3 separate regions of the Mus musculus genome follow, and all the other regions are linked to region 3. The links are chromatin contacts, called in public HiCAR-type and HiChIP or PLAC-seq maps. All regions are on one chromosome and are shown on one strand. Each heading gives the region's core, a stretch centred on a gene start, on an enhancer-like site or on the middle of the called end of the contact. The rest is flanking DNA. Distances are from core to core; before and after follow the strand shown.

The links. HiCAR-type assays count read pairs that join an accessible place to other places. HiChIP or PLAC-seq counts read pairs in DNA pulled down with a chosen protein or histone mark.
Region 1: a contact with region 3 is called in a HiCAR-type map of embryonic stem cells, with 8 times the contacts expected there. The contact joins the enhancer-like site here to the promoter of 1700069L16Rik in region 3. A contact is called at or near these places in 1 of 39 promoter capture datasets (the SN4741 cell line), 1 of 15 datasets of contacts at CTCF or cohesin (the NIH/3T3 cell line), 4 of 484 Hi-C or Micro-C datasets (the N1E-115 cell line, bone marrow-derived macrophages, cortical neurons and 1 more), 11 of 115 datasets of contacts at active chromatin or transcription factors (embryonic basal ganglia, embryonic forebrain, embryonic stem cells and 3 more) and 2 of 9 other capture datasets (adipose tissue and pancreatic islet).
Region 2: an H3K27ac HiChIP or PLAC-seq map of differentiating embryonic stem cells shows a contact between it and region 3, with 9 times the contacts expected there. The contact joins the enhancer-like site here to the promoter of 1700069L16Rik in region 3. A contact is called at or near these places in 2 of 39 promoter capture datasets (embryonic stem cells and neural stem cells), 2 of 15 datasets of contacts at CTCF or cohesin (both in the NIH/3T3 cell line), 3 of 484 Hi-C or Micro-C datasets (bone marrow-derived macrophages, cortical neurons and embryonic fibroblasts), 15 of 115 datasets of contacts at active chromatin or transcription factors (VIP interneurons, bone marrow-derived macrophages, differentiating embryonic stem cells and 9 more) and 3 of 9 other capture datasets (adipose tissue, liver and macrophages).

The regions. Positions count from the first base shown.
Region 1 is chr5:113,419,219-113,421,975 of GRCm38.p6, forward strand. No RefSeq gene overlaps it. Among named protein-coding and RNA genes, the nearest start is that of Gm30812, 44 kb to the right of the region's middle. Within about 2 kb of position 1,478, at least 9 of the 459 cell types and tissues checked have an H3K27ac peak or open chromatin away from gene starts, as enhancers often do. A contact at or near this core is called in the N1E-115 cell line and embryonic stem cells, where this site is marked.
Region 2 is chr5:113,447,857-113,450,777 of GRCm38.p6, forward strand. No RefSeq gene overlaps it. Among named protein-coding and RNA genes, the nearest start is that of Gm30812, 15 kb to the right of the region's middle. Within about 2 kb of position 1,620, at least 10 of the 459 cell types and tissues checked have an H3K27ac peak or open chromatin away from gene starts, as enhancers often do. A contact at or near this core is called in differentiating embryonic stem cells, where this site is marked.
Region 3 is chr5:113,723,258-113,726,264 of GRCm38.p6, forward strand. It overlaps 1700069L16Rik (RIKEN cDNA 1700069L16 gene), which reads right to left and starts at 1,515. Exons shown (of 3, transcript NR_033216.1): 1 at 1,374-1,515; 2 at 443-608.

The DNA of each region.
Region 1 (2,757 bases), core at 228-2,727, 300 kb before region 3:
TTGATTTCATAAATCTTGGTAGGGAGTTCTAGTTGACCCACAGGGGGCCTGCCAGCCGGGCCAGGCTCTGTTGCCAGCCAACAGAACTCTGCCTCCAGTTGGGTAAAGGGTCTTGTGTGTCATCCCTTTGTAGTCTTCTTTCTATCTATCAGTCTAGAGAGTCACACAGATCAAATTGGGAAGGCCCCAGGACTTTGAAAGGAAAGGTTTCCCTGGTATCCAGGAGGACAGGTTCCAGGATTCCTTGCTGAGAGGAGAGTCCCTCACACATAGCTGTGGGGTTGCAAAGGGTAGCCCTACCTCCTACTACAGCCTCAAGCTATCTCCTGCTGGCTTCTCTCCACGACAACAGAGACAACAGAAATACGGGATGGATTTCTCTTGTGTGTACAGTGTGGAGAGTGATGTCTAAGATGCTGTATGGGTTCAACGCAGACACCTTCTTCTTTTTTTTTTTTTTCTGGAATAGTTCCCATCTTCCATCGGCAGACTCTGTGGCTGCAGAGATGGTAGACACGAAAGGCTGACTCCAGAGAGTGGGAAAGGCTGGTCCTCGCTGTGGACCTGGGTGTGACCTGTCCTGCCTGGGTTTCAGAGAGCAGAGTCTGGAAAAGAATCAACCATGTGGCAGGCTGAGAACAGCCCCCTTTGAGAGATGGGGTGGCAGGGAATGGAAGGGGAGAGAGGGGTCTCTTTCTGCCCTGGAGATGTAAAACAATAATGGGAGGAGCCATTAAGCAAGCCCAAGCTCAAAGACCCCTAGGGTAGCTGAGCAGATTCCTGACAGATAAGAAAGAGTGCTCGCTGCATAAGCAAGAAGACCTGAGTTCAAATCCCCAGGTCCCACATAAAAATCCAGGCATGATGTAACTCTGGTGCTGGGAGGAAGATGGTCATACCCAGGGGGATTCCTGGGGCCTCCTGGTCACCAATCCAGCTCCAGGTTCAATGAGAGACAAGGTCCCAAGGGATGAATCAGTATACCCATGATCTTCTGACCCCTGCACACGCTTGTGCACACATACTCACACACATGCATATATATACCACACACATGCCCCGCATATACTCACATGCTCACTGTGGAGCAAGTACAAACAGCTCAATGGAAAGAGACTCACTACTGTGAGGGGGAGGGGCTAGTGTACGTACCCTTATCTAAGAGACAGGGATTAGGTCCCTGTCTCAAATATCCACAAATATCCTTAAAACTCTTGCTATTTTGGTCAAAAATATCTTTCAGAAAATCTCTGGTCAGTGGTGGTATAGGAAACTTGGTGCAGGAATGGGGAAGCAGGCTCATTGCTATGTGGGGATGGGGGACTGTCTCTGAATGCTGCGTCCCTCACTCCGGCTTTTCTGAACTTGGAAACACTTCTCGAACAACTCAAGGTCAGCTGCCCCTCTGTGGCTTTCGGCTTTCCCAGAGCCATGCTCCAGACATCTGCTCCCCCCCCTGAGGAGTCAGACCACACACAGTCTCCTGGTGCTAGCCTGTAGCTAGGGTGGAAATCAATCACACCCCTCCGGCACCAGCCTCCTCAGCAGGGAGACGCTCCACCATTTTGTCTCTATTCAGAATCAATTTATCAAGGTATTGATGTTCTTGGATGGAGGGACGTGAACAAGACAGATGGACTCAGCTGGCTCCAGAGAGGGTGGGGTTTGCTTCAAGCAGCTGCTGGAAAGTATCATTGGATGCTTCTTCTCTGCCTGGGGAAGGGCTGGATGCTGGGCTGGATGGCTTGCTCTGGTAGACACTTCCTGGCTGTATCCCTGAACCCTACGTGCCCTCTTTCCTACATTCAACACATCCCATGCCAGCCACAGCTGGGCACATGTGGCCACATCTGGCCACATGTAGCTAATCACAGCTAAGCACGCTGTCTCCTGACCACAGGTCTGGACCAATGCTGGGTTCCTGAGCCAAGATGGCAACTAGAGCCTTCCTTGAAAACTCTCTCTCTCTCTCTCTCTCTCTCTCTCTCTCTCTCCTTGAGTCCAGGGGAAGGATGATTTTGCTGTTAAGGCCCCGCTGTCTTGACCATCAACATGAGGGGGATCACTGTGAAAATAAACCTCTGGGCAGTTCTTGAGAGACCGTATAAACTAGATTAGTTAGATGGGGACATTGAGATGGAGCCGCACCATCCCAAAGGCTGGGGTCCTGAACTAGATTAAGAAGAATGGAGCCGAGCCCCAGGGTCTCTCCCTGCTTTCTGACTGTAGATGCAGTGTAACCAGCCGTCTCTGTCTCCTGCCTCCATGCCTTCCCACCTCGATGGACTGTATCCTCACACCGTGATGGTATGCTTTCTGTCAGCTAACTTTTCACCACAAAGAGTTAAGTGACTAGACAGAAGGCTTCAAGGAGCAGATGGGTCCTGATGGCTGTGAGGGCCTAAAGGAGGAGACAGAGAGACAAGTAAGTCCCTGGCAGCATCTAGCCAGAACCGAATCTTGCTAGACCCGGGTGATTGGGAAAAGCAGAGTGTGCAGCAGACTGTAGAACCCCGGCTTGTTTAAATGGAGAGATTCTCCCCACATCACACTCGTACCAGTGAGAGAAGCTGGGCTCAGGTCAGCCTGGTTGTACAATTACAGAAGGCAGAAATAGAAGGTGTGGATAAATCTTTATTGGAATCAGCCCATGGTTCTAGATTGACACCCCAGGAGTTGGAGAGAATCTACCATTCATTACTGGCTGGAGCCGCAGAGGGAGTGGATTGACCCCAGAGCAGACTGGAGAAGGGAGCT
Region 2 (2,921 bases), core at 370-2,869, 280 kb before region 3:
GTTGGAGCACAGTCTGCACAGAGTGCTGAGTACTCAGCAGGAGTACATCTGTACAGAGTACTGAGTACTCAGCAAGAGCACATCTGTACAAAGTGCTGAGTACTCAGTGGGAGCACAGTCTTACAGAGTACTGAACACTCAGCAGGAATACATCTGTACAGAGTACTGAGTACTCAGCTGGAGCATAGTCTGTACAGAGTACTGAGTGCTCAGCTGGAGCACAGCCTGTATACAGAGTACTGATTACTCAGTGGGAGCACAGTCTGTACAGAATACTGAGTACTCAGCTGGAGCACAATATATACTGGTTTCCAGGTCAGGCGACCAATCACACTTTAGTCTTAGATCCCCTGTAGGGGAGGACCTGGCAGGCTTCCATACCTACATCAGCAGATGCAGCCTCCACTCTGGCTGGAACAAGACTCCAGGGAACCAGTGCTGAAAAGTGAGACCCAATAAAATCATCAGGCGGGCGGCTTTGAGCGAGCCTGATTAAGCGAATCTAACCACGGCTGTAGGTCTCTTGGAATCATGGACCAGCAGAGTTATCAAGCAATCGATTGCATTGTCTGAGCCAGAACTGGGGCAGGGAGGGAGGTGTCTGCAAACCTCCACCACAGAAACAAATTCATTATGTCTGCAGAGGTGCCTGGCAGGCCTGCCATAAATCAGGAGATTAATCAATGGCTTGGGGAGTGGGGAAGACACCGTAAGACAGGGCCGAAGGTCCTGGATCCCAATGAAGTTACAGCAAATAGGGTCAGACAGCCTCAACCAGATGGGTTCTTTCTAGCTGAGTGACCCTGGGTCACTTGCTCTGTGGGGACCACTTCATCCTTTGCAGAATGGGGTTGCTGGAGTCTGAGTTTAATTACAATGAGATTGTGTCCCTATGCCCTGCCCATAGCGGCAGCTGTGGGGACCACTGGCCACTCAGGGCACAGCAGATTAAATTAAGATGTGTTCTAAGTGTGAAACTTCCTACCAGATCTCCTAGATGTGGCATGACTGGAGGAAGAGTCCATAATTTTTTAATCTTGATTTTATTATTAAATAATACCTAAGATCTACTGTGTTAAAAAATGAATTATTGAGCCAACTACAACTGTATCTATTTTAAAAAAAACATAGCTGTAAGAATATCTAAAATAATCTCTTGTGATTTTCTTTCTATTTCTACTGAATGACACTGGTCATCCCTTCAGGACACGTATATGTGTGTTCATGTGTATGTGCATGTATGTGCACATGGGTGTATAAGTCAGAGGTCAATGCCAGGTGTTTTCTTTGTTACTTTCCACCTTACTTTGGGAGACAAGGTTTCACTCACTGAGCCTGGAGCTCACTGATTGGACCAGACTGGCTTCCAGTGGTTCCCAGGATCCGCCTGTGTCTCGGGGACTGTTCTAATGCTATGCTAAGACAATGACCAAGGCAGCTTCTAAAAGAAACTTTACTGGCGCTTACAGTGTCAGAGGTCGAGTCCATGACCATCATTGTGTTTCAGAGGATGAGTCTGTGAACATCGTGGCAGCAAGCAGGCATGGTGCTAGAGCAGTAACTGAGAGCTCGCATCCAATCCACAGGCAGCAGGAAGAGAGCTAGCTGGGAATGTCTCAGGCTTTTGAAACCTCAGAGCCCACCCACAGAGACAAGGCCACACCTCCATCAACAAAGCCACACTTCTCCCAACAAGGCCAAACTTCCAACAAGGCCACACCTCCATCAAGGCCAAACCTTCTCCAACAAAGCCACACCTCCTCCAGCAAGGCCACACCTCCCACAACAAGGCCACACCTCCCCAACAAGGCCACACCTCCCCAACAAGGCCACACCTCCTGATCCTTCCCAAGCAGGTCCACCAACTGAGGACCAAGCAGTCAAACACTTGATCCTATGGGAGCCAATCTTATTCAAACCACTACACTTTTGGCCCCACGGGCTTGCAGCCATATCATAATGCAAAATTCATTCAGTCCAGCTTCAAAAGTCCCCATAGTCTTTCACAGTCTCAATACTGTTTAAAATTCTAAAGTCCAAAATCTCTTCTGAGACTCGAGGCAATCTCTTAATAGTAATTCCCTGTAAAATCGAAATGCAAATTATATACTCCCAGCATACAATGGTGCAGAATATACATTATCATTTCAAAAGGTAGAAAAGCAGACATGGTGGGGGAATACTGGGTCAAAGCGAGACCAGAACACAGCAGAGCAGACTCCAAGTCCTGCATCTCCATGTCTAATGTCGAAAATCTCGCTCTACAGATCTCCCAACCCTTTCCAGCTTTGTTGACTACAACACATTTCTCCCTCTTGGGCTGCTTCCAAACCTGATCTGCAGGTCTTCTTGGCAGGTATTCCATGGCTCTGGCATCTCCAACATCTAGATGGCCTTGGGGAAGGCAATCCAGGATTCACCTTCATGGCGTCATGCAATGGCCTCTCTGGGCCACCATGCTTGGTTAAACATGGGTTTGGGGTGGGGAGCACAGAATTCAGGTCACCATGCTTGTGCAACAAGCACTTTACACACTGAGCCACCCCACCCCCCAGCCTCCTACCTGGTGCTGTATCCACTGAGCTCTCCAGCCTCTTCATGTGGTGGTGCTATACCTACTGAGCTTCCCAGCCTTGTCCCATGATGGCGTTGATTATTTTTTGTCTCATGGTGGAGACTGCAGCCAGGGGCTGTCACTAGGTGAGCACTCAGCCGTGGGTCTGCACACTACCCTCTCATATGTTTTGTTTTGTAGTGTAAGAAGCCGAGATCCTGTGTTGTGCTGCGAGTACTCTCTCCTCCTCCTGAAGTCTCAGTTTCTTCCCTGGACAGGTCAGATAGAATAACTGTGATGGACAGGGTGGAGACCTCCATGGTTGGCATCTCTCTCTCTCCCTCTTTCTGTGTGTGTGTGTGTGTGT
Region 3 (3,007 bases), core at 265-2,764:
AATTAATTTCAGTGAACTGAAATGTAAATGGCCAGCGCTCAGGAGGCAGAGGCAGGTGGATTTCTGAGTTCTCCAGGCCAGCCTGGTCTACAGAGTGAGTTCCAGGACAGCCAGGGCTACACAGAGAAACCCTGTCTCAAAAAAACAGAAAGAGAGAGAGAGAGAAATGACGCTGTGAGAGAGAAATTGACGCTTTTGCCAGGCTCCTATGTTCTGCAAAGAAAGCTAAGTTTGCCTCTATCGCCCGTCCTTGGCGCTCCTGTTCTGGGTTCTACCTGCAAGGCTCTGAGAACCGTGTGTTAGCCTGCATGGCTGCCCCCTTCCTGAGGTTCCCCCAAGGAGAGAGACTTCCCCTGGCTGACCCATCTAACAGGCTTCCAAAGAACCCTTTCTACTGAGCCTGGACCACTCTGCAAATCTAGGAGGAAGGATCCAGTTTTACCTCTTGCCAGTCTGGGGACAGCTGATGCAATCTGTCTCCTGCTGAGATGCTGGGCCCTGGAGCAGGAGAAGGGAAGTTCCACCTGCTGTGGGGCCAGCTGAGCGCCATGTGGCCAGGTCTGTTATAGCCAGCATTGCCAGCAGAAAGCCTTGGCTTCCCTTGTACCCTGGAAAGAGACCCGTTGTGTGAGAGTTGAATAGATAGAATTCATTCTCCAACATCAAACTGTGATAGTCTTTAAAGGGCAACCTCCAGCAACCCTTAGCCTGGGGTTGTTCTCCAGTCGCCTTTAGAGGGATCACCTTGACCTTGCACTCCCCCACACAGCTGAATCCGACGTTTGCCCCTCCCCCACCCTAGCCCGATCCCATCCTCTCTCACAGTGATGAACCAGCCTTGTCTGAGATATCCCGGATTCTTTTCTTTCATCAACACCTGCTCTCACACACCCTGTCTTGAACAGGCAGGTCAGGTTAGGGTGCTCTAACAAACGGTCCCCCAAGTCCCTCACTGATGGACCACCAAGGCTCATACTGCATACATTCAACTCGGACTGCATCTGCTCCGACTCCCCACTGGCACGATTCAGTCACCACCTCCATGGGCAGCGGCTGTAGCCTGTGAGAGAGGGAACGTGTTCTACAGTATCCTTCAGCAAGGGTCTGAGTCCTAACCCAGAACCAGCTGTATGACCTGCCCGGCCTTTGGATGCAGAAAGAAAGTTACTGCAGGGATGGACCTGACAGAGCTCTTACTAGTAGGGAACCGGGGGGGTGGGGGTGGGGGAATCAGGAGCAGAATCGACTTATCCGTGGATTATGGACAAGATATATCCTTTAAGGCACACAATTGCCTACTTCTGGACAGGTCAACAGCTCACCAGCCAGTTAGCGACAAATCCAACCAGGGAGGGTTCCAACTCGGTACTCACAGGAGCCAATTTGCCTGTCAACAGCGCCACCTGCTGGTCGATAAAAGTCATCCGCGGAGGCGCCCACCTGGGAGCTAGCCGAAGAGCAGGGCCCAGCCACTGCTCACCCAAACAACTCCCAGCCTAACCAGGAGGCAGCCTCGGCAATCGACAGTTAGGCCTGAGGACAAACATTCTAAATCGGGCGCCAGAGCACTGCACAGTTTTCTCAGTGGCTCTCCAGAAAACCCTATCTCAAGATGTCGTCATCGATGTGTCGAACAGGTGCCACTCATTAACAGTCATTGAGACTCTTTTAAGGGCTTTTTAAGTTGACTGTGTTGTGTACGGGTAACATTGTACAGACAGAGCAGGCTGTGTTTGTGTATTTAGGAGTATATAATAATTAAAAAGACCATGAACGGGGACTGGTGAGATGGCTCAACGGTTAAGAGCACCGACTGTTCTTCCGAAGGTCCTGAGTTCAAATCCCAGCAACCACATGGTGGCTCACAACCACCCCTAATGAGATCTGATGACCTCTTCTGGTGTGTCTGAAGACAGCTACAGTGAATGTACTTATGTATAATAATAAATAAATCTTTGGGCCTGAGCAAGCAGAGTTGACTGGAACAAGCAGAGGTCCTAAAATTCAATTCCCAACAACCACATGAAGGTTCACAACCATCTGTACAGCTACAGTGTACTCACATACATAAAGTAAATAAATAAATGTTTTTTAAAAAAAGACCATGAACTCAAAAGGAAGAGGTGGGGACATGGGAGCAAATGGAAGGGGAAATGGTATAACTACGTTATGATCTCAAACATATGTTTTAATTCTTTAGAGCTTGTTGCTTTTTTTTTTTTTTTTTTAAGGTAAGGACTTAGGTGGTAGGTGAGGCAGCTCCGTAGACAGAAGCACTTTGCCAGAGGACAAGCTGACGGGGAGCCTCGGGAGAGCTGCCCACCACCTTTGACGCAGGGTTGCTCACTTCCCTTTCATGGCTCGTCACAGCAGTGTGCCACAAACAAGTGTCCTCAGAATGGACACTGAAGGGGAAGAGGGCGTGGGAGTGCACCGGGTTGAATGCTGAGGTCGCAGGTCACCTCAGTCAGGTAGGCAGCCGGGAGCAGAAAGACAGGCCTGGAGGACACAGACAGATTCCTCCAAGACCCGGGAGAACCCAGAAAATGCCATTCGCTTCTTCTCCCCTCCCCACCCCTGCTGTGAGAAAGGAGAGGAAATAGGTATTTTTAAGATATAAGAAGATATAGATGCCGACACGACTTTATATTACGAGAGGAACTGCTGGCCAAGAAGCACCAAATTATTTACAGCATGTTTCCCAGAACTCAAAGAAACACTGAACTTTTTTTTTTAAACAGGCCTGAAACCAAAGCATAATTTATAACAATACATCAAACTTAGCAATACATAAATCCTCTCGCCTTACAAAAAAAACACACCGAGAATTGTTCACTCTCCGTAAGTGACTCAAGGCCAGCCTGAGGACACACGTCACCATGGACGGATCCCCATCACGGGGAAGGAAGCTGCTTCTACCGGAGGTGACTCCCACAGTGGCAGAGGGACCAGTTAACAAGGGAAGCAGAGAAATCCTCATGAAGCGGTCTGTGGAGACCTTCTCAGA